Regions from separate parts of the Mus musculus genome. Here all the other regions are linked to region 3. A link is a contact called in public HiCAR-type and promoter capture Hi-C data. All regions are on one chromosome and are shown on one strand. The core of a region is the stretch at or near the end of the contact, and the rest is flanking DNA. Distances in the headings are between cores, read along the strand shown. Region 1 has its middle 78 kb from the start of Pitrm1. Region 2 has its middle 140 kb from the start of Gm46401. Region 3 holds the start of Akr1e1 (aldo-keto reductase family 1, member E1). Region 4 has its middle 38 kb from the start of Gm35615. Region 5 holds the start of Gdi2 (guanosine diphosphate (GDP) dissociation inhibitor 2). Region 6 holds the start of Klf6 (Kruppel-like factor 6). Region 7 has its middle 32 kb from the start of Pitrm1.

What was found. Promoter capture Hi-C pulls out the DNA fragments that hold promoters and counts their contacts. HiCAR-type assays count read pairs that join an accessible place to other places.
Region 1: a promoter capture Hi-C map of hippocampal neurons shows a contact between it and region 3, with 16 times the contacts expected there. The contact joins the enhancer-like site here to the promoter of Akr1e1 in region 3. A contact is called at or near these places in 19 of 39 promoter capture datasets (the C10 cell line, the HPC-7 cell line, HPC-7-derived erythroid cells and 13 more), 2 of 484 Hi-C or Micro-C datasets (cerebral cortex and uterus), 3 of 115 datasets of contacts at active chromatin or transcription factors (astrocytes, double positive thymocytes and large pre-B cells) and 3 of 9 other capture datasets (adipose tissue, embryonic stem cells and macrophages).
Region 2: a contact with region 3 is called in a promoter capture Hi-C map of liver, with 5 times the contacts expected there. The contact joins the enhancer-like site here to the promoter of Akr1e1 in region 3. A contact is called at or near these places in 9 of 39 promoter capture datasets (the 3T3-L1 cell line, 3T3-L1-derived adipocytes, embryonic stem cells and 4 more) and 1 of 115 datasets of contacts at active chromatin or transcription factors (astrocytes).
Region 4: a HiCAR-type map of astrocytes shows a contact between it and region 3, with 7 times the contacts expected there. The contact joins the enhancer-like site here to the promoter of Akr1e1 in region 3. A contact is called at or near these places in 8 of 39 promoter capture datasets (the 3T3-L1 cell line, the C10 cell line, cranial neural crest and 5 more), 1 of 115 datasets of contacts at active chromatin or transcription factors (astrocytes) and 1 of 9 other capture datasets (embryonic stem cells).
Region 5: a promoter capture Hi-C map of the HPC-7 cell line shows a contact between it and region 3. The contact joins the promoter of Gdi2 here to the promoter of Akr1e1 in region 3. A contact is called at or near these places in 5 of 39 promoter capture datasets (the 3T3-L1 cell line, the HPC-7 cell line, liver and 1 more), 1 of 484 Hi-C or Micro-C datasets (rod photoreceptor) and 1 of 115 datasets of contacts at active chromatin or transcription factors (pro-B cells).
Region 6: a HiCAR-type map of astrocytes shows a contact between it and region 3, with 5 times the contacts expected there. The contact joins the promoter of Klf6 here to the promoter of Akr1e1 in region 3. A contact is called at or near these places in 13 of 39 promoter capture datasets (3T3-L1-derived adipocytes, HPC-7-derived erythroid cells, cranial neural crest and 8 more), 3 of 484 Hi-C or Micro-C datasets (B cells, olfactory sensory neurons and rod photoreceptor), 3 of 115 datasets of contacts at active chromatin or transcription factors (astrocytes, microglia and pancreatic cancer cells) and 2 of 9 other capture datasets (adipose tissue and macrophages).
Region 7: a promoter capture Hi-C map of hippocampal neurons shows a contact between it and region 3, with 15 times the contacts expected there. The contact joins the enhancer-like site here to the promoter of Akr1e1 in region 3. A contact is called at or near these places in 9 of 39 promoter capture datasets (the 3T3-L1 cell line, the C10 cell line, cranial neural crest and 6 more) and 2 of 115 datasets of contacts at active chromatin or transcription factors (bone marrow-derived macrophages and large pre-B cells).

Annotation. Positions count from the first base shown.
Region 1 is chr13:6,467,918-6,472,056 of GRCm38.p6, reverse strand. No RefSeq gene overlaps it. Among named protein-coding and RNA genes, the nearest start is that of Pitrm1, 78 kb to the left of the region's middle. Within about 2 kb of position 2,541, at least 50 of the 459 cell types and tissues checked have an H3K27ac peak or open chromatin away from gene starts, as enhancers often do. A contact at or near this core is called in adipose tissue, astrocytes, cerebral cortex and 2 more, where this site is marked.
Region 2 is chr13:6,058,660-6,062,346 of GRCm38.p6, reverse strand. No RefSeq gene overlaps it. Among named protein-coding and RNA genes, the nearest start is that of Gm46401, 140 kb to the right of the region's middle. Within about 2 kb of position 2,341, at least 101 of the 459 cell types and tissues checked have an H3K27ac peak or open chromatin away from gene starts, as enhancers often do. A contact at or near this core is called in 3T3-L1-derived adipocytes, astrocytes and liver, where this site is marked.
Region 3 is chr13:4,607,842-4,611,889 of GRCm38.p6, reverse strand. Akr1e1 (aldo-keto reductase family 1, member E1) reads left to right here and starts at 2,726. Exons shown (of 10, transcript NM_018859.2): 1 at 2,726-2,805. The coding sequence starts at 2,767.
Region 4 is chr13:6,249,722-6,253,768 of GRCm38.p6, reverse strand. No RefSeq gene overlaps it. Among named protein-coding and RNA genes, the nearest start is that of Gm35615, 38 kb to the left of the region's middle. Within about 2 kb of position 2,573, at least 30 of the 459 cell types and tissues checked have an H3K27ac peak or open chromatin away from gene starts, as enhancers often do. A contact at or near this core is called in astrocytes, where this site is marked.
Region 5 is chr13:3,535,674-3,539,691 of GRCm38.p6, reverse strand. Gdi2 (guanosine diphosphate (GDP) dissociation inhibitor 2) reads right to left here and starts at 1,617. Exons shown (of 11, transcript NM_008112.4): 1 at 1,349-1,617. The coding sequence starts at 1,393.
Region 6 is chr13:5,860,067-5,864,051 of GRCm38.p6, reverse strand. It overlaps Klf6 (Kruppel-like factor 6), which reads right to left and starts at 2,563. Exons shown (of 4, transcript NM_011803.2): 1 at 2,210-2,563. The coding sequence starts at 2,413.
Region 7 is chr13:6,514,266-6,518,346 of GRCm38.p6, reverse strand. No RefSeq gene overlaps it. Among named protein-coding and RNA genes, the nearest start is that of Pitrm1, 32 kb to the left of the region's middle. Within about 2 kb of position 2,781, at least 16 of the 459 cell types and tissues checked have an H3K27ac peak or open chromatin away from gene starts, as enhancers often do.

The DNA of each region.
Region 1 (4,139 bases), core at 1,292-3,791, 1.9 Mb before region 3:
GAGGATTTTGGATCAGGTTCATTGAGGTCAAGTGTTCTCAAGAACTTCAGATGCTCAAGGATTTATTTTATTTTACTATCTGCATATATTCGGGAAGACTCTAACACAAGGCAACGAAGTATTTACTAATGTTTTGAGTTCCTAGGAGCCAACCCTCATACTGGCATCCAACCAGGTAGAAGTGAAAGGATTGCATCTCGAGTAAGACACCACTAGGTGTCGCTACCTTCCTCTGAATGGGAGTCACCGAGGCCTCCTGCCATGCGGCTAAAATGAACTAGAGCAAAAATTGTGTTGATTTCAAGGAAAGCGTTCTTCTAATAATAATGAGATGGTAATTAGTAGGGGAAATGGCATAAAATTATTTCAGCATTTAGGAAAACTATGATTCTAAGCTACAGAATTTTTTATTTTTTGTTTGGAAGTTCATTCAGCGAATGTGCAAGAACTTCCGAGTTAATAGCATAGCCTTAATGAGGGAGGATCTCGTTTTTACCCCCTGTGGACAGAACCCTCGGATACTCTCCAGGGCAGTGTAAGGGTGATTTCTAATGGGTCTATAAGATTTCTAAAGGCTCCCACTTGGTCTAGCATAAGGACCCCATTCAATCCTCAGGTAGGCTGCAGGGCATATGGAGACTGACAAGCACTTAGCGGGCATGGACAGGACACCGGACACACCCCAGTCACCTCTCATGTAGCTGACCTCGATTTTACTGATCAGGTTGAAAACAAATTGTAACTTTTCCAAAGCCAAGTTCAAAGTCAAAGTAGATTTCGGAATGCAGGCTGTGTGTCTCTGGGATCCCCGCTGTTCGCATTATGCTTCATGTCTTCTGTGTTTGACCTTCAGTGGGCAACTATTAAGGGAGACAAAAAGGAACCAGAGGGCAGAAATAGAAGGGAACATTTCTTAGAAAACCCCTGAAAGAAAAGTAAACCAGACTAATGCTCTTCTTTTAATTTAGCCCTGTCGTTGCAGAGGTGAGAATTAGGATTTGCAAGGAGCCTCTTCTTTGAACCAATCCAAATAAAATGAAAAAGAGCTTGAGGCACGAGGCTGATGCTGTGTGACCTGAGAAAGTTGAGGCTGCTTCTTTGCATATGCAATGAGCAGCCAGGGTGTGAAAATAGACAGGATCGGGCCTCTCTTGGCTGCGGATTCCTAGCTGTGCCTCTAACACGTTCCTTTCATGCCTGCACCTCTTATACCATTATGCGGTTTGAGCCACATGCAGGAATAATGATTCAGCTTAGACTAGACACAAGGGCCAACCAGATTTGAGCTGATTTCTAAACCAAATCCCAGGTTTGGAAAATTACTAGTGTATGTCGCAGTTGCAATATATTAAGAACTTCTCTAAATGAACCACCATGAGTGGATGTGGTCTGACTCCCACCCTTGGGGTATCCACAGTAACCCTGCACAGTATGCGGAGAATTTCCCCTGTACTTTTCTTCTGCAGTGTGGCATTTGCTACAGGACCCTGCATTACCAGGAACCACAGCTCAGCATTCTTAAGAGAAATATTATTTGGTGTTTAGTGGAGCCCTAAATTAGTGATGCACCGTAGTGATTTTCATTTGGAATACCCTCGTTACCATGGCAATCATATCATGCCATGTTTCGTTGTCTTGGGTGTTTCTAGAAGCAATCCAGTCTCCGTAAACTCCTCATCATGTCGGAGACCCTGAATACTCCACGTTTATGCATGCTGACTGAAATCAGGCATATTAGAACCCCAGGGCCGAGAACACATCCAACTCTGTCATTATGTCAATTTCCTGCATATTGAGTAAGCATTAGCAGTCACATAAAGTAGACAATTAGTGAACTACAAATAGGAAATGCACAGGTCTTGGACAAATCTGTCTTTTGATATTCTAGGTATTTATGAGAGCTTAACAGCCTGCATAGTAAGCTGCCGACCTCAAGACTCTCTCTGCCTATGAGGCGCGTTGGCACACCTGTGAACACACGTGTCTGTATGGTGTGTCCATGCGTGTGGTGATAATGCTGTGTGTATGTGTGGGCAGGTATGTATCTGGGTGTATGTGTGAACCTGCATAGTGTGTGTGTATTAGACATTGTGGTGACATAAAGAGAGATGAAGATAAATAACATGGAGAGAGGAGGGAGGGAGAAAGGTTCAGGAGATGGAGGAGGAGAGAGAGTGCATGGTGGGAGTGTACCACAGAGCCTCTGAGAGGAACAACCCAGGCATAGGCATGTGTGAGCATGAGCGATGTCCTTCACTTCCCTTGTCACAGTCCAACACATGCTCTGAATCTCATTTTTGAACCAAAGCTTCAGGCACTTCCTGGCTGACTGCCCATCAGTTTCAGCCTCCACTGAGCAGAAAGAACTCCTGGGAGGGGCTCTGCATTCTGAATGGACTGGACGAGGCTGGTTTTGAAAATAAGTCTCAAGTTATAGTCTTGCTGGGGAAACTCATCGCAGGTGACCTTTGTCTCTTGGGCTCTCTCCCCAGGGGTTTTTCCAAGAAGGGAAGGAAGCTTTCTTCTGAGTCTTCCAGCAGGTGGCAGTGCGGCCGATAATTATCTCCTCGGAGGCTGCAGTAAACACTGTCTTCTTTAGATGCTGAAGGAAGTGAGCTGTCTCCCTCTTCATTAAGGGTCAACGTCAGTGAATGATAAAGAGCAGGATGAGCTTTGGAATAGCAAACACTCAGCGCATAGCATCCTCTAGCAGTTTTGAAATGCATATATGTAATTATTATATGGGGTATAGTCATGTTCAAAGCACGAGTTGGCAGACTCAGTGACTTCCTATACCACAGACCCCAGTGCCATTACACAAATCAACACAAGTGCAGTTGGGCTTCTTCCAGGTTTCAAGAAGTTGACACAAAATCTCAGTTGCTTACCGGTGACTGTGATTCATAGCAAGAACTGACGTTCCTTCACTTAGTAATGTAGGAGGGGAATGTGTGAAGGTGAAAGTTGAGGACCATGACAGAGTCTAATAAAAATCTATGCATACTACTTGGAATATAAATAGAAAATATACACCCCACAAATATACCTATGGTCTATACAATCTCAAATATCTCAGTGCCTTGACTTCTAATGAAAGACCCACAACGTGAGGACTCCCCCACGTTCTGACTCAGGAGAGGTGACACCCCAAATCTCTCACGAGAAATGGTCTTGATGAAAACTGCAAGAGGTTTATTCGGGAAAGAACAGTGCACTGGGGACGACTCATATCCCACGCAGGGGTAGAGGAGTCGACCACGAGCTCAAGGGGTAAGGGGTTTATAAAGGCAGAAACCGCAAACACCTGGCATTGGGCTATAGCATTTGGCAAGCTAGCAAGTTTGCATAATGGATTTAAGGAATGGTTAGAGTATTCTGTACAAACATTTCCTGCAACAATGGGGCAAGTTCTACTCCCTGCCATTAATGACACAGGTCTAGGGGCTTAAATAATTTTCGCTCTCTCTCAGGATCTTTCACTAACCCTTTGCCCTCAATGTCCATCTCACTCTTCTTCAGGATGCTAGCAGGATGGAGCTATATCACTTTGTGAGTTCAGTGTGGTACTGCTTGTCCTGCAAGCTTTCACCTTTCTTCAAGGAAGACTCTTTCAGAGTATAGTGAACTCTGATATGTACAAATGTACAGTAGTCTTTCTCTTAGGGTAAAGATGTTCCTGGCCAGCCATACCTCGAGGATTCTCTCAGGATCTCAAATTATAGCATCCGCGTGTGTGTGCAGGAGAGCTTGTGAGAATGGAGGCAGGTTCCATGGCAGACTGTGTGGTTCTGTATGACCTAGCCTTGCTGTGGAGCAGTTTCCTCAGAAATTAAATATTTCTCCTTGGAGAGAAGCTACTTAAGACTCTGGCTATCTGAGACAGAGGTACAACCTTCTATCCTGCAGAAAAAGCTAATAAAATTCAAGAAGTTAACAACTCAACAAGTCTAGGAAGTTCCTGAAACTAACCAGATTCACTAAGAATTTCCTTCTCCAAGCAGGTATAAGCAGTAAAGACTGACGAGAGACATACTCAGACAAATTGAGCTCTCCAGAAGAGGCTCAAACCACCTAACTGCCTGAAGTAGACACCCTACAACCTCTCTAGCTGCCTGCCTGTTATACTGTGAGCTTCAAGT
Region 2 (3,687 bases), core at 1,092-3,591, 1.5 Mb before region 3:
AAAGAAAGTAGAACACGTGTCCCCACAAATACACAAGAGTCACCAAAATGCTAACAGTCCTTTCCTTTTGTTTCTTATAATTACCAATAAGTTCAAGTTGACTAAAGTGCATATGTGTGCTTGATTTTTAAAATAAGAAAAAAATAGCGTGCAAAGAAAAGAAGAGGAAGAGTGATTGAATAGACACCAGAAGGTCACAGCTCTAGGAAGGCAACTTGGGAGAAATCATATTTCCCAATGAGCTGGGCTCTCCTTTTCTTCTCTATTATTCTCACCTTCTAGCCTCTTGGCATCAAAACTGCTTAGTGTCACAGGTGACCACACTGCAGATCTGGGATGTTTTCATGACTTCGGATAGTGCATATTCAGAGGTAAATATTTATAACCTAGTAAAATAACATTTTTTTAAATAACCAATTTTGTTTAAATGACCAGGACTTATTAAGTTGTTGTATTAAATAGTTTGTACTTGATGTTGGCACTCTAAAAGCATTAATTACTTGCCAGCTTTGTCCTGTCTCTTCCAAATCAAATAATCATTCCAACTAATCAGGATGTTTTTAGATGCTTGGAATTTTACTATGTAATAAAAACCTAACATAGTCTATTCCAAAGAATACTTGAGTAGACACGTCGCATATCCTTGTACGCAAGGTGAAGTCAGAGGTTCCCAAAGACTGCACAGTCAGTTCTAGGCCAGCCTGACCTGTGGGGGATTGTGGAAATCCACCAAAGTGTAGCATTCAACGAAACTCAAACAGTCAGCTCCAGAAAATGTCAAATGAAGGCCTGGGGCTGAAACTCAGCAGCAGAACACTTACCTACCATGCCTAAGGCCCTAGGGTCAAGCCTCAACCCTCATTAAAAAAAGAAAAAAATCTGTCTTAGTTATGGTTATTATTGCTGTCATGAAACATCATGATGAGAAACAAGTTGTGGAGGAAAGTACTTACTCAGCTTAGACATCCACATCATCATTCATTATTAAAGGAAGTCAGAGCAGGAACTGGAACAAGACAGAAACCTGGAGACAGGAGCAGATGCACAGGCCACGAAGAGATGCTACTTACTGGGTTGCTCCTGGGGCTTGCTCAGCCTGATTTTTTTTTTTTATAGAACTCAGGACCACCAGCCTAAGAGTGGCCCCATCCACAATGGGATGCACATTCACCCATGCATCACTAATTAAGAAAATACCCTATAGGCGTCCCTACATCCTTATCTTATGGAGACATTTTCTCAACTGAGGTTCCTTCCTCTCAAATGACCCTAGCTTGTGTCAATTGACATAAAACTAGTGAGCACAATGTCAGATAATTACCTGGACACAAGGCCAGGCATCACTATACTATTGTAGGAGAACAGAAGACCATAGAGCTTACCCAGCTCCTGCTTGACCATGTCTTGACGGTATAAATAACATTTATTTAGTTACATTTCTCTTTCTTTTTTGTCCTTCTCGGAATCACAAAATTGACTTTTGGAGCCCTGTGAATAGGGAAGTTTCTAGAAGGGCAGATCAGCAAAATGTGAGCAGAGGTACACACACATGCTGCTTGTTGATTGCTGACATAAAAAGGCCATATCCTCTTCCTTCAACCCTACTTTCCCTTCAGGAACGACCATGGAGTCTGGTATTGAGATCAGAGACCACAAGAAGCTTCCAGGGTAGTGATTCACATCTTAGAGAATCCAGTCTTAGCCAGCAACCCATACGGACAACAGATATTCTCTGAGCAAGAAATAAATGTCAGCTGTAAGGTCTTGAGATGAACTTCATACAGAAACATAACCTGACTTAACTTGAAAAGCCCTCACTCTAAAAAGCATTTTTCTGTCTGAAAAGCCCGTTATTAGATATGTAAAACGCAACCAATGCTCACAGCCTTTTCTAAAATGTACATTGCACAGTTCTCAGAGAGATAAAAGGAAGTGCTAGTGGAGGTGGGGAGGGGGGTGGGGTGCGAGGCTGGGCGTGGGGCAAGGATGCCAGTTCCCCGAAGGGAAGCAGCCAATTCCTCCTCACCCCTTGCCTTCTGTTAGCTCCACCTTGCTTGTACCCATTGTGAAAATCAGGCTTCTAAAGAAGATCTTACCTTAACGAAGTGCCCCTCCCCCCAGCTTAGAGGCAAAAGCTTAGAACAATTGGATTAAATGATTCCAGCTGTGGAACTCTAGCCTATGTGCAGTCTCACGTGTGCCTGCTGAGTAATTTGCTGACTGCAAATTCCTGTAAATCATGTAAGCTTCTGCCAAAAGGCCCAGATACACTGGGACATCCCCTGTCTGGCATTGCATCAGATGACCTTTGGCATCTGAAACACTTTTGTTTACAAACTGTGATCCTTTAAAATGTATTGAGTGATTAAAACCTGACCGAATTGGGGAAAGATGAGCTGAGAATTAACTTAGGGCTGGAGATCAGTTTGTTTGTTTAGTTCCTTGCATGATCTTGGCCAGGAGGATTCTGACATTACTTGGACTCCTGCAGCAAAGAGCGGGCTATCTGCCAGTCTTAGGAGTGAGTTGGAAAGCAGAATTGGTGTGTGCAATGTGGTCCTCTTACAACATTGCTGTCGACTTGGTATTCTTCTGTGAAATCCATCTGGAATGTTTGCAAAAGAAATGTGCTCTTTGCTGGGTTATTAATGAGAGGGCAGATTGACACCATTATTGTGATGGGCTTTATTAGCCAGCGTGGTGGTGTTTTCCTTGCAGAGTCTCAGCTATCTGAAGGTTAACTATGCAAGTGCATGTTGGCTGACTGGCGATAGCCTGTAATTCTTTCCTATTAGGCAATTTAAGCATTCTGCTCCCACTCCAGCCAATGCTTAAGAAAGCCCTAAAGGATGCCAGCTATCGACTTTAATCAGACATCAGAGCTTAACCTAATAAAAAATTGCTTTTGGGCCATGCATAATTAAATGAGCATATTTAGAAGTCAAAACACTGTATTTTCCATGGGAAATAATATTATTATAGTGATAGAAATATAAAATTATGAATTCCACAGCTGCACTAACATGCATGTCCTAGACGTAAACAAATAGAGAGAGAATTAATTTTAAATTTCCTTAAAATTTCCGGTGCCTGGTGAATTCTAAATAAATCCAAACCATCCCATATTAGAAAGGAAGTTTTTTGTGTTATTTTTTGTTGGTATGAGTTACATTGTTTTCTTTGTTATAATTCACTCAAAATGTGATTAAAAAATGAGTAGGCGGTAGCTATTACAACTAACAATATAACCTGGCATCGGATTTGATAAGAGAGAGAAAGAGAGATGGGACCTACTATGTAATTTCATTTACAGTAAGTGGTCCAAAACATCCTCACTCACAAAAACACATAGAGCATAAAATGGTTAAGTACCAGAAACCCAGGAGGCTACAGCCCCCTCCCCACAGGGGACACATAATAATGTAACATACAAATAACTCTTGTCCAGCAGGGAAACATTTCCCAGCAACACTCCACCTGGAAAGATGTCCTCTTCCCTCCCAAAGGCTACATTAAAAATCCTTTCCTTGAAATTCTCAACTAACTACAGTGAGAATAGAAGGCATTTTGAGGCTCACATACCTTTTCTACACTCAAACATTTTATTGGATAATTGGGGGAAGAAGTTTAACATACTGGAAGAACACTCATGTATTTATTTGTAGGTTAATTGTCCACAAGATCCTA
Region 3 (4,048 bases), core at 1,477-3,976:
CTCTCTGATAAAATCTAAGAGGTGCACCATTCAAAGTTATATAGATTAACCATTCAGACAATAGTCTAATGTTATTTAGAAAGCTGATATTAGTAGATTAATCCCGGGCTTGTTCATTCTGCAACCATGAATTCTTGTCCATGATTATTGTGCTAGGCATGCATTTTTCTCTGTGGAATGGTCCTCATATCTAGTCAGAATGAACTGATTACCTGCCCAAAACATTTATGCATGTCTACAAGCATATCTTGCCATGCAGCATATCATTTTGCCTCCAATGTTTTCTGATAGAAAACCTATTGATGACTTTTCTCCTACAGCAGCCCACACAGCATGCAATCTGGATAGCAGAGAAGTTCCCTAGTCAATACCAACTTTATTTCTCTGTTTCCTATGAACAGAATATATGATGTCTTTAATACTAGAATTATATCATCAAATTCTTCTGGTCCACATCCAAGATCACCGTCAATGACCTGCAATATTTTAGAGGTCTCTGCAACCTCCAAAACAACAGCTTAAGGTAAGGTATGGTACACCTGTCACTGAGCTTTTTATTTAGCAACTGGGAGAAATGTTATACTCTGTGTGAGGTAGTATGGCATTTCAATTAAACACACATATACACATATGTATAGACATATATGTGTTCATAAATACATGTCTAAATATATGTATTTCTAGATATACATTTATATATTATATATCATTTATATATGTTTTATACACACCCTACATATATTCCTACATACACATCTGTATTTTGAGAAACAACCACCAGAGGGCAGGAAGAATCAACTTATAAAGTTCATGTGTCTTATGATTTTGTTTTTTCATACAACTTATTAGTGTGTCTTCAATTGTATTTCTTAATTATGAAGAATTATTGCAAAATAGTTCCAAAGTTTAGGTGAAGTGTCTCCTGTGTAGTTACCAGCTTGCCCTTTAAATTTGTTGATTTTTCTCACAATTACCTATATATAAGAATAAAATGTGTTTTCTAAAATGACATTTATTAAATACATATGCAAAATTAACCTAATGGCATCCAAATATTTCCGGTTTACCCTTGTTAAGTTGCTTGTACTGACCAGAATATGCTGTTTATTGAATGGATAATTGAGCAGATGTATTTGCATTCACATATACATATGCATGTGTATATGTTCATTATGTATATGTTAGTGTATATATTTGTCTCTGCCTGCCATGAGAACCTGGCAAAAGTTTTCTGTGTGTTAAAATAAACTACCTCATCAAATTTTGAGGTTTCAATAATTTCTTGTAAAGCATGCTTGTATGTTTTTCAAGTATTTACATCTGTAACATTGGTTTCTGCTAAATTACTACCTAAGAAATCTGAAATGACCATTAAAAAAGAAGGCATCCCTAGATCAAACTACCCTTTTATGAAATGATAGAAATCATTTAAAGATAGGACAATATTTCTATAGATTTATGAACTGAAAGTGTAAGTGTCGCTATGAGTAATAAAAGCTTATCAGAGAGAGAGAGTACTAATAATATTGAACATCTGAAAACACATCCTCTTGCAAATGGATACTTCCATGTTAATCTGCATAAAGATCGAAAGCTACAAATAGTTGTCTGACCGTTAATGGCTTAACTTTGCCATTTTTACAAAATATAAATAAAAAAAGAGAACTGGAGAAGATGTAGAGTTTTCCACATCCACAGTGCATCTGCCATGAGCACTTGAAAAACTCAAACAAATGAACAGATGTGTAATATGGCAACAGAGAAATTAAAATAACAAAACAAAACTTTGGGTTGAAATTGTAAAATTGTTGAATTCTGCTAAGTTTTTAATAAGTTATTAACAAACATAGTGAAGGATACAAAATTCTAAGCACTGTAACACGCAAATCTTCAATTTTTCTAATCATCTTAGTAATGCTAATATTTTCGAAATAGCTATTTACCTTTGCGTTTATGGGCTGGTTTTCTGGTTCCTTCTAGATGTTTCAGCTTGTGATTTTAGGATTATTGCCAACTGAATAAGACCTAAAAATCACCTGGGAGACAGTCTTGTAGGCATTCCTTTGAGGGATTATCTTGTGGGAAGACCCTTGGGTTTTTGTTTTTGTTTTGTTTTGTTTTGTTTGCAATTATAATTACATTTCTCTCTTCCTTTTCCTCCCTCAAAATCTGCCTATATACTATTTGCTCTCTTTAAATGACCTCCCTTATTATTAGTTCTTATTACAGTGAATAATCTTCCAGAGATGTTTAATTTTTAATCTTGATTTTTTTAATTCCATAAGACACACCTTAAAAATGATATTCAGATTATATTTCCTCTATTACTAAAATGGCAATCACCTCAAAGTAGCACTCATCATCATTGCAAGGTTCAAGACAGCTGATATAGTCAAACCTGTTTTTTCCAGGATACTAGAAACGATCATCAATCTAAAACATCTGATGTCCAGGAAATATCCTGAACCACAGCCTGTTTGCAAGAAGGACAGAGCACTGGATCTGGGCTTTAGGCAGGTTGCTCGGAGACGGAATTCTTAGGATCATAGAGGATTTAGGACAGAGATAAAGCACAACCAAACCCAATTGCTTAGGTCCCCTGAAAGATGGACTATGCTCTCAGCCAATCAGAGCACCAAGCGACCTCTCCATCAGCCAATTAAACTGCCAGAACTCCAGCCTATCACGGCATTTCCTGAGGTCCCTGGAACGCTCTCTGGCCGCTAAAGTGCAGGAAGAGGCTGAGCCTTTGAGCAAAGGGGAACCATGGAAAACATCCCTACAGTGGGCTTGGGCACCTGGAAGGTGAGGACACACTCCGGTGTGGGTGGGGCTAAGGGTCCCGGAGCCTGATGAGTACATGCTCAAAAACAGCCAGGGGCACGGGATTTCTTTTGCCTAGGGTGATTCCTTCCAGACCCGGGCTCTGATTAAGGTTTTCCCCCAGACGGATTAGAGGAGAAGTTGGACTCTCTCTCCTGTGATCCTAAAACACCCTGCTCCCTGCGAGGATTCAAAGCTGTTAGACTAACTTTAAATAAAGCAGTGTGCTGTTAACCTAGCCTTGTGTGAGCTAATCACGGACCCCCAGCCTCCGAAAAATCATTTATGCCTAGTGGCACTCATCTTGGCACAGCAAAACCGAGTGTGTGTCAAATGGCCACAAGGAAGCGTGCTACTTTGCATGCTAAAACAAACCAAATAAAAATAATTAAATAATTGCACCGATGTAAGTGTAATGTCTACTTCTGGAGTCCACTAGCGACATTAGAGATATTTGCGAGTAGTTACACTGCTTGCTCAGTTGATTTTGAATGTAGGGCATAATGAACGTGAAGTTGAATAGTTGAATAGGCCTGTCTGACTCTGGGACAAGTTGTGGGGGAGGGGGAGGCATGATCAAAATTTGTTTCTTTTTATGGTTTGGGGGTTTTGTTTTGTTTTGTTTTTGATAAAAAAGTAAATTTAAAAATTCTGTTTATAGGAAGGTTTTCAAATAAATGTTTCTCCAGAATTTTTTGTAAAAAGGATGGGATTATTATTATTATTATTATTATTTTGGCAATTTGGTGATTTGAGTGTTCTTTGGTACCACATAGTGAATGCTGAGATGTGAGATGAAAGAAATGTCAATAAAATAATAAATAAATAAAACTGTGTGTGTGGGGGGGGGGGAATCACCCTCCCAACACAATTGAAGCATTTAATTCTATCTCCTGAAGACACAGGAATATGACTTTCAAAATATGTGAAGGCAATGGAAAACCATAGCAAATGTGACACTGACTGATGATCTTAAATAATGTCGCTATGCTAGATATGTATATCCCCTTGATCCAATAACCAAGTCATTTAGGACAAAGCAAGGAAGAGATCAAATTCAAAGCTACCTTGAGCTACACTTTTCATATTTGATGGAAATGTCTGTGTCTCACTAAGCTTTTCCTGTGTGTACCCTACAGATATTGAGTGAGTCCATGTGTGTGATACTTGTTTTATGTTTACAGTTGATTCATGCATCCCTGGGTGCTAAATATCAGACCGCTTC
Region 4 (4,047 bases), core at 1,324-3,823, 1.6 Mb before region 3:
TGAGTATCCCCCAATTAACGTATCAAAAGGCATATTGGTGTAAACATAATTCAGATTAACAGCCCAAGGCACACAACTTCTGTTCAAAGAAAACCTTTCCTTCAATATGTGAACTTCAAAGGTTTAGAGGCCTGGAGATTAACTGGCAATAATGAGATGAACAAAAGAGTCAGGATTTATACATGTATTTGAACAACCATTCAATAAATAGGAAATATTGGAAGATAAGCAGCTGAAGGAAGGTGATACTGATTTGTGCTAATTTTTTGAGGTGGTATCATGGTGGGGAAAATATCATGGTTGACTGCTACATGGTAGAAAGAGAGAGCTAAAACCATGTGCTTGTATATCACATGACTCATAAATATAAATATTTTTAATAGAAAGGGGTTTAGCTGTTATTCTCAAGGCCTGAGCCTCCCTTCCCAGGTAATCTATTTCCTGTAATCAGAAAATAGATTCCACAGCTTCCCAATTTCTCATGACAGCACTGCTCCTAGCTGTAGAGCAATTGTTCACACACATGTGCTTGTGAGAAACATTTACATTGAAACCATAATGGTCCATGAAGACTCAAGAATGAAGCAGTTTATGTATCATTCTTAACAACCCAAACCACCAGAATAAGAGCTTCCATGGAAACCTACGTATAACTTTTTTTTCTTTGTTTTTGTTGTTGTTGTTTGCTTGTTTTATGCTGATGTTCCACTGAACCTACATTTCTACTTCTTGGTGCTAAGAGTCGTATTTTTTCTTTTTCAAAAAGAGAAAGAGTTAACAGTGGCTCTAGTTCTTAGAATATCTAGTCATGTTTAAATATCATTTAGTTCTGGGACTCCTATTAGGAAGTTTCTTGCTGAAAGTAATTTTAGTTCTTTCTTTCCAGAACCTTACAGTTTCTCCTGGTTGAAGCAAGAGTGTAAAGCATAGATAGAAGAAAAGTATCAAGGTTAATGTGCGAAAGGAACCACTTTGCAGAAACTTGTCCCATCAGGGCTCTGTATAAGAGACAAGGGATGCAATCCCAAAGAAAGCAATGTACACATGTCATGAAAAGTAAGTTCTACTTACTGACATAGAAAATCCTGGTATGTGTTTCTGTTGGAAAGGAAAGACCCAGGATTTGAGCATTGGACCAGACCCAGTTCTCTAGCCCTCCCCTTTCTTTGGGGCTGATTTCTTCATTCTTAATAAATTGTTTTAGTCACTGTCTGTGTGCTCCTGGTCCAGTTCTTTGTTCTGCAACACAAGAAGTTAAAAATTTCAGTGGGTATTCCTATACTCAGCTTGTGACTCTAAAGGAATCACGTAGATAGTTTGTTAAGAGAGGATTCTGGCATCAGGTACATTTTCAGAGTACTTGACTTAGTAGATAAAGATTGGCCCCTTAAGTTAGAGCTACTCATTAGGAACCACAGACCGACTGCACCTTTTGCCTGCTAGAGATAAGACCTCAGATAACAGTGATGGATACTTATCTTCCACACAGCTTCTTCCTTGACAAACTAGATACAGGGATGTGGTGGAAAGTGCACACAGGAAGCCTTGCATCCTGTGTGCTGGCCACATACTTTAGTAGTGGGCTTTTAGTGTTGAATTAGATTAGAGACACTCCTGGGACTTGCGTTCTATGCACCTTCTGTATGTATGTGTGTGTGTGTGTGTGTGTGTGTGAGAGAGAGAGAGAGAGAGAGAGAGAGAGAGACAGTGAGAGACAGAGACAGAGACAGAGACAGAAAGGGAGAATGACAGGTATGAATTTTGTTCAGTGCATTGGTCAAAGTGCTCCATATTTATTTTCTTATGCTGCTCTTTGTGTGATAGGATTCATATTCATACAAATAAATAGATAAGAATTATATTCTTGCATAACATTACTACATAGAAGGTTAATGATGGTGAGAAAATTAAGTAACTGGCTAAAGAATGGATCTGGGAAAGTGAAGTAAATATATGTCACTGTTTTGGGTGATACCATATAAGAGATTATCGAATTGACCTGTTGCTAAGTGTATTTAGTCTAGGATGGGAGTACTACCTGATGAAATCAAAGACTGACTTCACCAGAGAGGACTCCCAAGCCACCCAAGTACAATGAGCACTTCTAGGCAGAACACATAGCACTATTTATAAATAATAAATGAATCCAGAAATTCCACAGCTAAGGAGAGCAATCTACAATGGCATAAAACCAAATATTCCAGCAAATCACAGTTCAGTGTTGATGGTGTGGAAGAATGACAGGGTGAGAAGGCTCCCCCAGAGCCATGCATAATTGCATTTTATATCATTGGACTAAATTCAATCCTGCTAGGTTGCAGGGTTCAGTTGTTGTAAAAACAGTAGATATAGAAGAATTCTTCAAGTGCATTCAGAGGAGCAAGAGATCATCACTGAAGAGAAATTCTTTCCTTTCAGTTTAAAATAGTTCCCACCAGTATAAGGACTTTATTCAAATACATTTCATTACATCATCTCTGAAGCATTTTTTGTCCAGCAGGGAAAGCAGCTGGACCATGAGTGATTTTTGTGTTCTAAACAAAGCAACTTCCTGTGAGCACCATTCAGAATGTGGAGACCCTGATGTTTCTCATAACACAGTGGGGGAGGAGTCCGGATGGCAATAGAAGCAGAAGCTGCTCTGTGGTGTTTTGCTCCCTTATTTTGTGTGTGTGTGTGTGTGTACGTAATGCCTTCAGATAAATATAGTCATATGCAACCAAGAAATTGTTCTTACGATATCAATTGCACTCTGATTAAATTCCCTTTAACAGTAAACATTGATACAGCAGAATTTCTTTGTTCCTGTTCTCTGGAGACACCAGACTTTGATTCTGGCATTTGTCCCCAACGTGGATCCTCCCTTCTAATTCAAGCGATGATGCGATAAGCACTATTATTTAGTTTATTCTAGTCAATAGTTGCATATCAGATAACTCAAAAAATAACATTATTGTCAGCTAGCTGGCTAGTCAGATATTAGCATCCTTGAGGTTATTGAGGACAGACCCCTTCATAATCAACAGCTTGTCAAAACAAGAGCTAAATCTGCAAGACTTTGATTATTGCTCAAAAGAATGAGATCTGACTCCTAAATTTCTTGTCTTTTGTAATGATATGGCATTCAAAACCACTCCAAAGACTATCAGATGATGATTTAAAAAACAAAACCAAAAAACAACATACCATTGTTCCCTGCCTTAAGAGGTAACGCAAAGGAGACTGTCAAACTGCTTCGCAGGAAAATGTCCTTCAGGAAAGTTGTCCTGAAATATTAAGAAACTGTAGATATTCCACTAAAGCATGTAGACAGGACACCATTCTCTCTGGTCCATGTCCATTCTCACCTCTGAAAGTGCTTTCCTTTGCAATGTTCCCTCTTGAGATGACTCCCCATCACACGTTGAGAGTATCTCACTTGACTCTGTGATATGTCCTGCCTGTTTTCTGTACTATGCTCCTTATGTCACATCACCACGCTCTCAATGAACCACACAGGCCAGGGGAGTAAAGAGGAGGATGGAGTGAGATCCCAGAAATAGCTTCCAAACAAAATGAGGTTAACAGTGAAAGTCCTAAGAGGCTGGATTTGATATGCAATACCTGAGAGTATACTTTGTTGTATAGAAAGAAAATCTACGAGAGTAAAATTACTTCTTGGAAGACGATCTGTTGAAGTTGGAATTAAATGAAAATCTTCAACTCCAATAAAACAACATTTGGGGCATATTAAGAGGTAAATATGGTAACATTTAAATTTTAACCAACTAGGGGAGTGGCTGAAGTGTCTCAGTGGCTAATGGAGCTTGCTGCCAAGCTGAAAGCCACTGTCAAACTGCTTCGCAGGAAAATGTCCTTCAGGAAAGTTGTCCTGAAATTCAATCCTGAAAGTTGTCCTGAGTTCAATCTCTGGGCCTCACATAATGGAAGGAGAGGAGTCCAGTAAGTCATCTTCCGACACTAGCATGCACATCATGGCATGTCACACACACACACACACACACACGCACACACGCACACACACACACACACACACACACGCACGCA
Region 5 (4,018 bases), core at 368-2,867, 1.1 Mb after region 3:
ATGCAAGCTGGGCGGTGGTGGAGGCAGAGACAGGCGAATTTCTGAGTTCGAGGCCAGCCTGGTCTACAAAGTGAGTTCCAGGACAGCCAGGGCTACTTAGAGAAACCCTGTCTCGAGGAAAAAAAAAAAAAAGAAAGAAAGAAATGCCAATGCATTTCAACAAAGTCGAAAGCCGTGGGGCTCTTATTAAATGACTTGGACATTTGATGGATAGACATATGGGATCCATACATCAATGTTCCAGATGAAGTAATTTACCCATAATTTCACATTCAATACCCCCCCCACACACACACACCGCAATTGATATTCAAAATGGTCGGTTCTCTTCCCAACTCCTTTTTGCAAAAGATCAGCCCTTTTGTCACAGTGGGGGGCCGGGGGGAAAGCACAAAGTATAAAAACCTGTCTATATTTTTCCCATATTTAAGCAGATAGATACTGACGAAAACGTACTGGAGCATTAGGGACCGCCTTACATTTACATACCAGTACATTCACACTGCGCATTTATTTTCTAACCTCCCAGAAGTGTAACAAGTACAGAGAACTTAGCCTCCCCCTTCTCAAGAAACTGTGGCGGCACGCAATAAACCAAACAAAAGGGAAGCACGGGCCGGACGTGAAAAGTATTTAACAGACAAGTTTTGAGAAAATTCATTTCCCATTTCAAGCGAGTGGATGAGAGGGCAGTGAAGCAATTAGAAAAAGGGTGTTTGTTTTTTTCCTAAAGAAACTCGTTTCATGATTTTCTCTAGAAACTTAAGTTGGCCAAACTCTAGGACAAATTATCGATCAGCGATCATCCTTCTGTTTGGCTTTCTGCGCCCTGAGACTAGCTGAGTAAGCTGCTGCTGCTGCTGCTGCTGCTGCTACTCGCCACTTACATAGGAAGTGCAGGCGCCAGCAGCGACTCCCTCCCGCTCGGTCCAGGGCTTGCCTGCTTCCAAGCGGGAGAGGTCATTCACCCAAAGGGGAAGTGCAAGGAGCACAAGCTGTTTTCCCGGTCCTCTTCCTTCCTGCAGGAGGACGAGGCTGTCTCTCTCCGGCTGCTGGGCGGTTCTGCCCTCAACTTCCCAATGGGCAGGCTTCCCACGGACACGTCCCGGCTTCCACATCCTGGTTTTCCCTAACACACTACCGACGCCTTCAAATCACTGCATCCCAACAAGCCACGACCTCCCTATCCCAGACTCAACGCGGGCGAGTGGGGACGGCCCCCAAGGGGGCGCAGACACCGGCAGTTCGGGCGCGGGCGAGGCTCGTGCACACCGATGGGACCCGCCCTCGCCCCCGGGCCCGGCGGAGGCCGGCCGGCCGCGTCTCCCCGCAGCCCGCCGCAGCTCACCGTCAGGCCGGTGCCCAGCACGATCACGTCGTATTCCTCATTCATGGCGGGGAAAGGAGCGCACGCGGGGGCTCGGAGGCCGCCGTAGAGAAGGGAGCGAGAAGTCCGGCCGCTCTGGGCCCCGGGGGTCGGGGGGAAAGGGAAAAAGCGAGGAGAGGAAAAACGGAGCTGAGGAGGAGGAGAGGCCGGCCGCCACCTCAACGGGAAGAGAAGAGCAGGGAGGGGAGGGAGGGGAGGCGGGGAGAGCGCGGGGTGAGGAGAGCGAGCTCCGGCGCCGGGGCGGGGCGTGCGAGAGGCCGACGGCGCCGTCAGTCAAGGGGATCCTGCTCTCTCATTGGTGAATTTCCTTAACCCCACCTCTCCCCCCCTCGTTCCCCTCTCGCGAGAGAAGGGCGGACTGCTGCCATCTTGGCTTCCGGTTTTGCGCTTTTTTTTTTTTTTTTTTTTTAAATTTCACCCGTCTTGTGCTCCTGTGGTATGGGCGGCGACATGCGAAGCTGAGGGTCTAGTTGAATAGGAGGAACAAGGCGGAAACTGCAGCTGGGCTACCACGTGCCTGACTCTCGCGCCAAGGTGTGAGATGGAGCACGGTTGTTTAGGCTTCGGGCCACGGAGCCCAAGCTCCGCCCTTGGGACTTTGAGAGGTGTACGTGCATCGCCCTGGCCGAGCGGGGCCAAGTCGTGAGGACGCCAGCCTCTCCGAAGGTTGGCAGCCTCGTTGCCTCTGCAGCTTGGCTCCTGGCCCTGCCCCTGCCCCTGCCCGCGCGGGGCTGGGAAGACCTCAGGATTCTGTGTGCCCTGCTTTAAACTTGTATGGTTCTGTTCGAACAAATAAATGTGTTCTAAACTGGTATCCATGCTTTAGGTAAAATGTGGTCCAGAATGGCTTTCCTATATAATGCTCCGCATTCTAGCTTGTGATGCAAAGCAGGTTATAAATTTAAGAGTTGATAACCCTGGTACCCAAGCAACTGGGCTTCAACTAGTCTCTCAGGCTGAAGGCTGCCAAAATGTGCTTATAAAGGCAAATGCTGAATTGCACTATATTTTGTATGTTTGCTGTGTTTCAGCCTCTACATGCAATTACCACACTAGAGGTGGGGCTTCTGAACCATCTTTGGTGTGCTGCCTGGTTCTGGATCCTGATCCTTGTTAAAACTTTGTTGAATCTAATTAATTTCAGAGTTGTTTTGTTTTGTTTGGACAACAGAATTGTCAGGGTGCAAAGTAGACCTTCCAGTAACCCTCAGGACCATTAAAGCAACATTTGCAGGCCCCTTGGACATCAAGCTCCACTGGCTTTGAACTAGCTGTGCTGTGCCTCGGCCCTTAGCACACACCTTTAATCTTGCTGGAATACAGGCACACCCTAAGTGCACACCTTTGATTCCAAAGGTAAAACTAGTTTATTAGAAGGAAGCACCCATGTTTAACAGTGATGTCTAATTGAGTGGCTTGACTGAATCAGAGAAAGGTTTGCCAGGTTATACCCAGCTCTCAAAAGAGAGAGGGAAGGGAAGCTATTTAAGAGGCAGTACAGAAGAGGAGGAGGAAGCAGTTTTACTGTGACAGTTATAAAGGGACAGGTTGCAGAGAGGACAAATTAGACACAAGTAAAGACAGAATGAGTCAAAGAAGAGGCGAAAAACCAAAACAGATTGCTATAGTTAAAGGTCAAGCAGAGCAATTCGGAAGAAGCAGAGAGGAGCCAGATTGAATCAGTCAGCTTGGAGAGGAGTTTGAACCAGAACAGCTGAGTTGAACCATCCAGCCAGAGTTCAGAAAGAACTAGAAAGGGTGAGTTTATTCAGCAGTAAGTCTCAGAGGCTGAAAACATTCTAGGGCTACATTAGATTGTATGGAGGCTGGAAGCTTCTGCGACTAGGCCTACATTGGCAGAAAGGAGCAGTAAGTCTCCCAGATGACAGTTACACAGGAGAATAAAAGTTGCATTAAGAAGCTGGGTGTGGTGGCGCACGCCTTTAATCCCAACACTTGGGAGGCAGAAGCAGGCAGATTTCTGAGTTTGAGGCCAGCCTGGTCTACAGAGTGAGTTCCAGGACAGCCAAGGCTACACAGAGAAACCCTGTCTTGAAAAAACAAACAAACAAAAAACAAGTTACATTAACATACTATATACATACCATATGTAATCTCAGCCAGCTTTTTTTGTCTTTCCTTTACCCCCAACTTTTACTAAATCGGATTAGTTAAGTGGTCCCATTTGCTAGCTGGGTTAAAATCATAACAATTTTAAGAGTCAAACTGGAAAGTACAGTTAAGAGGAATGAATCCATGTAAGAGCCTTGACAGATACTTTTTCTTGATTTTTTTTTTAATTTGGGAAGCAATAATTATTTTTACAAAAGTTCTTTCCAATTCAAGAAGCCCAGGTCTTTCCTTCCTTGGACACCAGCTAAAGTTCATTTGCTAAAATCATAAACCCAAACTATGTATAATTTGTTGAGGACATAGGTTAAACAAATGCCTTGGAAAAGCAGTGGCCACAATGGAAAAGAGGATTTTTATAAAGGCATACTTGGAATAAAAAAAAAAGAAATAAAGTCATCAACCTTGACAAATGGAAGGGCTGTTACCTAGAACAATTACTACCTAGCATGCACAAGGCCCTGGCCTGGTTGGCTGGAATACCCATTTCATCCCCAGCAC
Region 6 (3,985 bases), core at 1,314-3,813, 1.3 Mb before region 3:
TATATATATATATATATATGCGCACACACACACACACACACACACATATACACATGCATATTTTTAAATGTCATTTCCCAAGTCCAGGACTATGGATACCACCAAACTTTAATGATTTCTTTGCACTGGCCACAGGGAAACAAGAAACCTTGACAACAGAAGTGAATTCTTCCAGAGTAGCTATCTGCTATTGTAAAGGATGGAAAGGGGAAATTACTCCCTGGCCCTTCTGGGAGTCCCACAATGAACAAGGACTTTATCTCCTGGCCAAGGGTACAACAGTATGAGTCATCACTCCTTTTTCTTTCACGCAATGCCAAAGGAGACTTCCTTTTGAAATTCTGACCTGCAGCCAAATAAGGACCCGGCTCAAATATACATGCAGTGTGCCATAACAGGGTGCCCCTTCCCAGCCCTGCCACCAACCTTTCAAGGAGCTACACACTGCAGAGATCAGCAATCCCCTCTCCCCACCATCTCAAACTTTCTAGCCACTGGAAAAGAAAAACGGTAGGAAAGATTTTAGGATTCAATTATGTAGGCCCTGATTTTTCACTAGCTTTGCCTGCATGCCCATATAAGGCCGTCTGTGCCTCTGTGTATTCTATTCTACAGACAGAAATTTCGGCACTAAACTGCAACAAAAAAATGTTATCAGGGTACAGACCATCTTGAGCACAGGCTACCAGCAAAAGGGCTAAAGCTTACTAAACAATGTGCCTTCTATCACAGTATACACATCCTAAGTCCCGGCCTCACACAGCAAGCACAAGCAAGCTAAGGAAGAGGGGGTGCCTGTTTTCCATTTCCCCCCAAAATTCGATGTCTGTTACAGTGTGTACAGTATTAGGAATCGAAGCGGCGATACCTATTATTGATGTTCCAAAGAAATGGCGAAGACATTTATGAAGATCTTGTTAAACTTTAATCAACTGGCTAATTTAAAATCGCCAGTATGCTGATGAGCAGTGGGGACCTGATCGAAGCTCTCTGGGAGTTTAAAAGGCTCTGAAGGGGACCAGGAGCCAAGTCTGGCTAGTTGCCCAAATCCCAAATGCCTAAAGGAAACTACTAAGATCAATTTCAATCACGTCCCAGGGAGCAGCTTCTTTGAGGAGGAAAAATGGAGAGGGGGAGAGAAAGGCAGAGAGGATTGTGAACAATTAAGCCGGCATGGGGAGGTTTCAGCCAACACTTCGCTTTTCCTGGGTTTTAAAGCCTGGGAGGTTGTGAAACCGACGGAATTTATTTGATCTGCTAATTCACTTGGAGGAAAAAAAATACCCAGAAGGGTAGAGAGACGGCCACAGAATCATCGTTTTTAAAGACAATGGTGAAAGTGTTTGAGAATATTTTTGCCACTCACAGAATCCTATGACTTAGAAGGGGTAGGGGGTGTTTCTTTTATTCCGGTTGCCCCAAATTCTAGTTCCACTAAAATGCCGGAATTAGAGATTTTTCTTGCCCAAAGTAAGACCCGAAGCAACTAGGAATGGACTCATTGTCATATGACTGACAAGTCACTTGTGTGCAAACAGCACCCCCACACACACACACCCGCCGCGCAGTCAACAAGAAAAGCAGGTAAGAAAAACAAGGCAGGCATACGTGAATGATAAGAAATTATCCAGACGGAAAAGAAACTGCAAATGGCCTTGAATTCAAAAAGAACTACTGCGTTCCGCAAGCAAAATGTTAAGACTTTTAAATTTGGGACATACAAATATCAAAACAAAACCAAAATCCTTAAATCAAATCTTTTGGTAGTCAAGGCAAGCTCGTTCGTATGACAGGGTCCAGCTGTGGAGTTTGGAGCTGGTACAAACCCCAAACTTGTGCCAAGGGCTCAGGTCTGGATCGGTCAGAATAATTTGGGGTCCCCCCCCCCAGGTGTATGCTGCTCGTAAGCTCGGAATTAGCAAAACACGAAAAAAAAATGAAGAAATAAAAACGTAGTGGGAAGGAGAGCTCGCCTTCACACAAATGACAACTCTACTCCTCGCTCCCGAAGGCTCGCTCTACAGTGCCTTCATCATTCCAGGCAGCAGAAGGACATCTTAAGATCATTACTTTATATTTTTAATTAGGCAAATGCTAATCATCATTAAAAAGATGCACTTCCAAGCACACACCATCTTGCCTGCTCCTCCGCGCGACTCCCTCCTCGGCGTACCGGGCAGGTGAAAAAAAAAAAAAAATCCGTATTTACCTGTTGCCAATATTCCTCCAGGGACGGCAGAGCCGAGAAGTAGCCCGTTTCGTGCACAATCTGTAGTTCCTGGAAGATGCTACACATTGGGAGCACATCCATGTCGGGTTGGAAAAGACAGTCCTCGCTGTCGGGAAAACAGGGAGGTGAACGATCAGGAGTCCGAGCAGAAACTGTTCCCGGGAGCGCAGGTGAAAGTTTCATGCAAACTGGATGGCGCTGCAATCGGACGCCGGGTCCGGACCCTCCCGCAGCCCGCAGCGCGCCGAGCCCACGCAATATTTGCAAACAGCGGACTGACTGCAAGCGTAACCCCTGCAAAACTTCCCTATTCAAAGCTCCGCTGCCAGCCTCCCCCCTCCTCCCCCGCTTGGCTCCCCCCTTCTCCCCCCACGTGACCAGCTTGGAGCTCCGCCCCCCACGGTACCCAATCCTGCCGCTCCTGTACCCGGGGCTGCGCGACGATGATGTCAGCTCGCACCAATCGCCGGTGCGGACACACAGCGGCCCCGCCTGGCGTGACCGAGCCTCTTCATTAAAGGCCTCCTTATTGGTGCAATTCGAACTCGGCCTGCGCTGATTGGAAAGACGTCTCACAGGCTATTTTTAGCAGGGTATATAAGGCGAGGGCTACGGCGCACCGAAGGAGTCGGCGCTGGGAGGTGTACAGCCCAACGTTGCAGAAGTGCGGCCGGAGCGGCCGGAGCTGGGGGAGCCTAGCCGGGCAACCGGGCACCTGTCCCCGCCGCCCGGCTGCCCGGTTGCACCTTCTGATCCGGTCACACGGACCGGCACCCCCCAAAAAGACCAAAGATAGCAGACATATTCCCGATCCCCCTCATTTCCTCCCGCTGGGTTCCCGTGTTCCCGGATCCTTCCCTGACCCTCCATTCTCCTTGGTCCCTTGATTTCTCTCTTTGTTCGGAGTCCCCTCCATACTCAGAGATGCAGAGGTGCCCCGGGGTGGGCGCAAACGTGCCCGCAGGTTTCCCTGTGGCGATGGGACAATAAGACCGAACAGCAGGGGGACTTGGTACTCCAGAGTCACTGTGTGGTAGTTTCTGTCTAGGACGGAGGATGACAGGAGCCTGAGACCAAAATACCCCCACTTCTTACGCAGGCAGAGAGGGGGAAACGGTAGAGCATCTCAAAAGCCCCCTACCTGACCAGTGTGTCAAAAACACTCAGTTCTCAGGAATGAATTTTACCCACTCAAAAGTTGAAAATGCAGCTTTTAAGATCGCATCCGTGACCTGGCGCCATGGCCACACTGTACTTGGAGACCTGGACATTCACAGCTTAAAACTCCCCTTTTTCTTGTTGCACAGTTTTAATTCAAAGAAGATGCAGATTTTGCTGCTAATGGGGTTTAAATCTGTTTATCTCGTAGAAGGCAGTCTCGGAGATGTCTCACCAAGGTTAACAGGCTTTCCCATGGATGTGTAAACAATTCAAATTAGGTTGAAGATGACAATTTTTTTCATACAAATTATCTACCAAAGCACACCATGATATCTAAAAAAAAAAAAAAAAAAAACGAGCGACTAAAATTTTTGAATAAAAATCCAATTATAACAACTTCGAATATAATTTTTAATGAATAGTATCCTTTTAAAAGTTGTCAAGTACGTAAAATAAGCTGAGGGGAGTTTTTCTGTTTAATTTACGAAGTCTAGAAGAGAAGCATGTGCCAGAACCATAGGCTTGTCAGGTTTGTAGGCCTATGTATGGGGGCGAAGATGGGAAAAGTTATCTCACGTGCCTATTGTATGGAAG
Region 7 (4,081 bases), core at 1,532-4,031, 1.9 Mb before region 3:
AATGATACCCTGGCTTATTTTGAGATAGCTTTTTATTAAGTCACCCAGGCTGGCCTTGAATTTACTCGGTCTCAGGCAGACCTTTATCTTGCCACATCCTGCCTCTGTCTGCTGAATAATTAGGAAGTCTTCAATCTTAATTTAACTTTATTAGTATGCATGTGTTCTCTGTGCAATAAGTATATAGGGAATGTGTCTGACCTGCTGTCTTCTGAAGTAAGACTGTACTGAGCCCCTACAATTCAGATGCAAGTCACAGAAGTGGGAGATTGTGTGTCATCTTGCTGAAGTTATTTCCTTCAAGGATGCGGTTGGCTGCGTGGCAGTTATGAGCACAGAGGCGCAAGATCCAGAGGCTGTGCTCTGTTCCGTGATTCTCTATGTTTAAGGCATTTCCATCATCAGATAGAGGAGAATGATTTCTTCCCTAAAAGGAATTCTCATTGAGTATAAAAATAGTGTGTGAAGAAAGTGTCCAAGAAATGCAAGGTGAGGGGATGCCACCCATTTATCATAAGTCTGGGGAGACAGAAGAAGGCTAAAGAAGGAAGGTTTAGGATGTGGGAGGTACACCTCTTTGCTCCAGGTTTTGGGGTGAATTGTGGTTTTCAAAATTCACATATATTTCAAAGTTGCTTCACCAACTAAAGAGAAACCATCTAAAGTTTTCTTGTGCAAAGGAATATACAGCCATACCCCTCAAATATGCACTATGTTTGCATTTTATTACACCGTTCTTTGGGACATTGGCACCAAAGATATGAAAATCTAAAGTGACATTGGTACAGTACACATTCAAGGCTAGACTTCAGTTCACTCTGTAGCCCAGAGTGGCCTTGGACTTGGGGTTCTGTTTTGGCCTCTAATGTTTAGAGGATCACAGGCCTATGCCACAATGCTTAGCTGTCAACTGCTTTTTAATAATTGATACAATAATTTCTTTCCTTTCTTATTTTCTTTGTTATTTTAATTTAGATGCTTTAATTCTTGGAAAGGATTATAAAAAATCCTAGGGATCAAAAGATGGAGACCATCTTTACAGTATTAGAAGAGAGATAAAAGATAACTTCAGAGCCCTCATCAAAGACAGGAAATGAATAAGCTGATCTGAATGCCACCAGGGCTCAGAGCCGCTCCGTGGTGAACACTTAGTCTGCTGAGTGATAAGTGAGGGTGTGAGTGCTGGATCAGGCCCCTTTGATACCCTAGCCTAAGCCTCTATCTTCTTGTATGATGTGCAATGGGCCACTGGCCTAAGGTCTGGGTTCTGTGTTGGTTATTGTGTCATCATGACACAAACTAGAGTCACTCAGAAAAGAGGGAACTGCCTCCATGGGATCTGCCAATGGGAACAACAGACAGCAAATGGGAACGCTTTCAAAGACGTGGAAGCTACTGCACATGTTATGAGTCATGGTTGTCCTTCTTCTGGACTGTGTTGTACAGGCTGGTTTTGTGTCAACTTGAGACATAAAAGGAAAGAGCCTCATTTAAGAAAATGCCTCCATGAAATCCAGCCGTAAGGCATTTTCTCAATTAGCGATCAAAGAGGGAAGGTCCAGCACATTTTAGATGCTGTCATCTCTGGACTGATGGTCCTGGATTCTGTAAGAAAGAAGGCTGAGCAAGCCAGGGGAAGCAAGGCAGTAAGCAGCACTCCTCCATGGCCTCTGCATCAGCTCCTGGTTCCAGGCTCCTGCCATGTTTGAGTTGTATCCCTGACTTCATTTGGGGATGAACAGCATCATTAAAATGTAATCTGAATAAACCCTTTTCTCTCCAACTTGCTTTTTGGTCACAGTATGTTGTCACAGCAATGGAGTGGCTATAGGAGGCAGAGACCACCACTGTTCAGCCTTTGCCTAAGACCAAGTGCGTTAGCAAGGGCCATGCCATTTTGTAGGGCTCCTTCGTTTCTGATGAACCGTGACAATTAACGTTAGTACAGTGATTTGGTTCATATAGCTAAGGCAACTTCTTAGCAAGAGGTGATCAGGAAAGATGTTAATGATCACTAACATCCTTTAACTCAGCGCCCATTGGTTACTCCCAGCAACAGCTAACTGTGGTCAAAAATGAGGAAAGTTCCCAATACCATACCTTCCTCTAAAACCTTTAAGGAGGGATCCTCACGTTGCCACATGGACCAAAACTCTTCTCAGAGACACCACTGTGCTTATATCTATCTGCCTATTGATGGCACTGATAACTTTTTAAATAAATAAGTCTCTAAGCTAAAGAGACCACCCATCTCAGTGGATTGAACCCAAAACCCAACCATTCAATGTATAGAAGTTTGAAAGCAGGACCTTAAGTGAAGAAGGCAGGTGTGCCTCCTAGTCATTATAAAAGACCCAGATTGCTTCCAGCGGAGGGACTCCATTTCCATGTTGTACCAACCTGCAGCATCGCACAGTACTGGTCTCTGAACTGCAATACAAAATCTGAGAAATTGTCCCCAAGATACTGACACTCTGGCGACTGCTATTTCTGCAAGAAACTTCTCTGACTCAGGTGTTACGTCTTCTGATTGCGTTTGTGATACTGGCAGGTTCCCGAATTGGGTCATAGGAGAGTTAACATCTCAAGGGCTTTCAGGGATTTACAATGCCCTGAGCAACCGCCCCAGCCAGAGGGACTCTAGTGCCCTCTAGTGGCAGGTGTAGATTATTAATGGAAGGAAAAAACATGGTTTGGTGAAACTTTCTCAGAGGCTGCTTGCTCAGAACTTTCTAGGTCCCTGTGGTTTTCCCCGTATGAAGTGTATTATTCACAGTCCCAACCACTATGTTTCTTAAGGCTTTGGGTGAACTTTATGGTAGCCCTCATGAGGATGTAGCCTGTAGAGGCACTACCATCCCCTACCCCTGTCTGTAGCCTATGTATCCATACAGGTGCCAGGAAAAGGTCCCAGCTCTGGGATGTACCCATGACACACTGTAGCAAACCCAAGCCTCCATTTAGAAATACAACTTTGTTATCTTCTCTTTTTCATGGTTGACCGATCAGGAAGTTTCTGGGCATGTCAGCCTTGGGTGGCAGACCACACTTTTTCATCTGGTATCAGAGAACAGAGTGACTTTGAAAACTGTCCAGAGTTAGTTCAGAGGGGTTCAGATGACAGGAAGTGCTGCCCCAGAATGGTTTTGTTTATTCACACTCCTGTCTTCAGATAAAGCTGGTCTCTGATGGGTGGAAGCTGGTCACGCTCTTCTCAGGGACAACTGCATGCTGTCCTGTCTATTGCCATGGATTATCTTACTTTATAGTGTTGTAGAGAACACCTTTCCATCACTGCGACAAAGCACCTGAAGAAAATAAGCTGAGAAGGTAAAGGGCCTCATAGGACATTTCATCCTATGGTCTCTTGGTCCCACTGCTTTGAGGGGCTGAGGCAGAAGATCATGGAAGGAACACGAGGAAGAGGAAGCTGTTCACTTCACGATGGCCAGGAAGTATAGAGACAGATAGGAAGAATGAGGCCTCAATACCCCCTTTAAGGACACCCCCAGTGATCTAACTTCCTGCCAAAGGCCCTATTTCCTAATGGTCCCACCATTCTAAAAGCACCAATTGCTGGGAACTAAGTGTTAACACATGAGTCTTGGAGTCTCTCTCTCTCTCTCTCTCTCTCTCTCTCTCTCTCTCTCTCTCTCTCTCTCTCCCCCTCCTTTCCTTATCCCTCCCCTCCCTCTTTATCCATTTATTCTCGGTGTTTGTGTTCAGTATGCCATCTTTGGGCATACTTCCCTTTCTTTTTTTCTTTTCTTTTTTTTTTAAATATTTTTATTACATATTTTCCTCAATTACATTTCCAATGCTATCCCAAAAGTCCCCCATACCCTCCCCCCCCACTTCCCTACCCACCCATTCCCATTTTTTGGCCCTGGTGTTCCCCTGTACTGGGGCATATACAGTTTGCATGTCCAATGGGCCTCTCTTTCCAGTGATGGCCGAGTAGGCCATCTTTTGATACATATGCAGCTAGAGTCAAGAGCTCCAGGGTACTGGTTAGTTCATAATGTTGTTCCACCTATAGGATTGCAGATCCCTTTAGCTCCTTGGGTACTTTCTCTAGCTC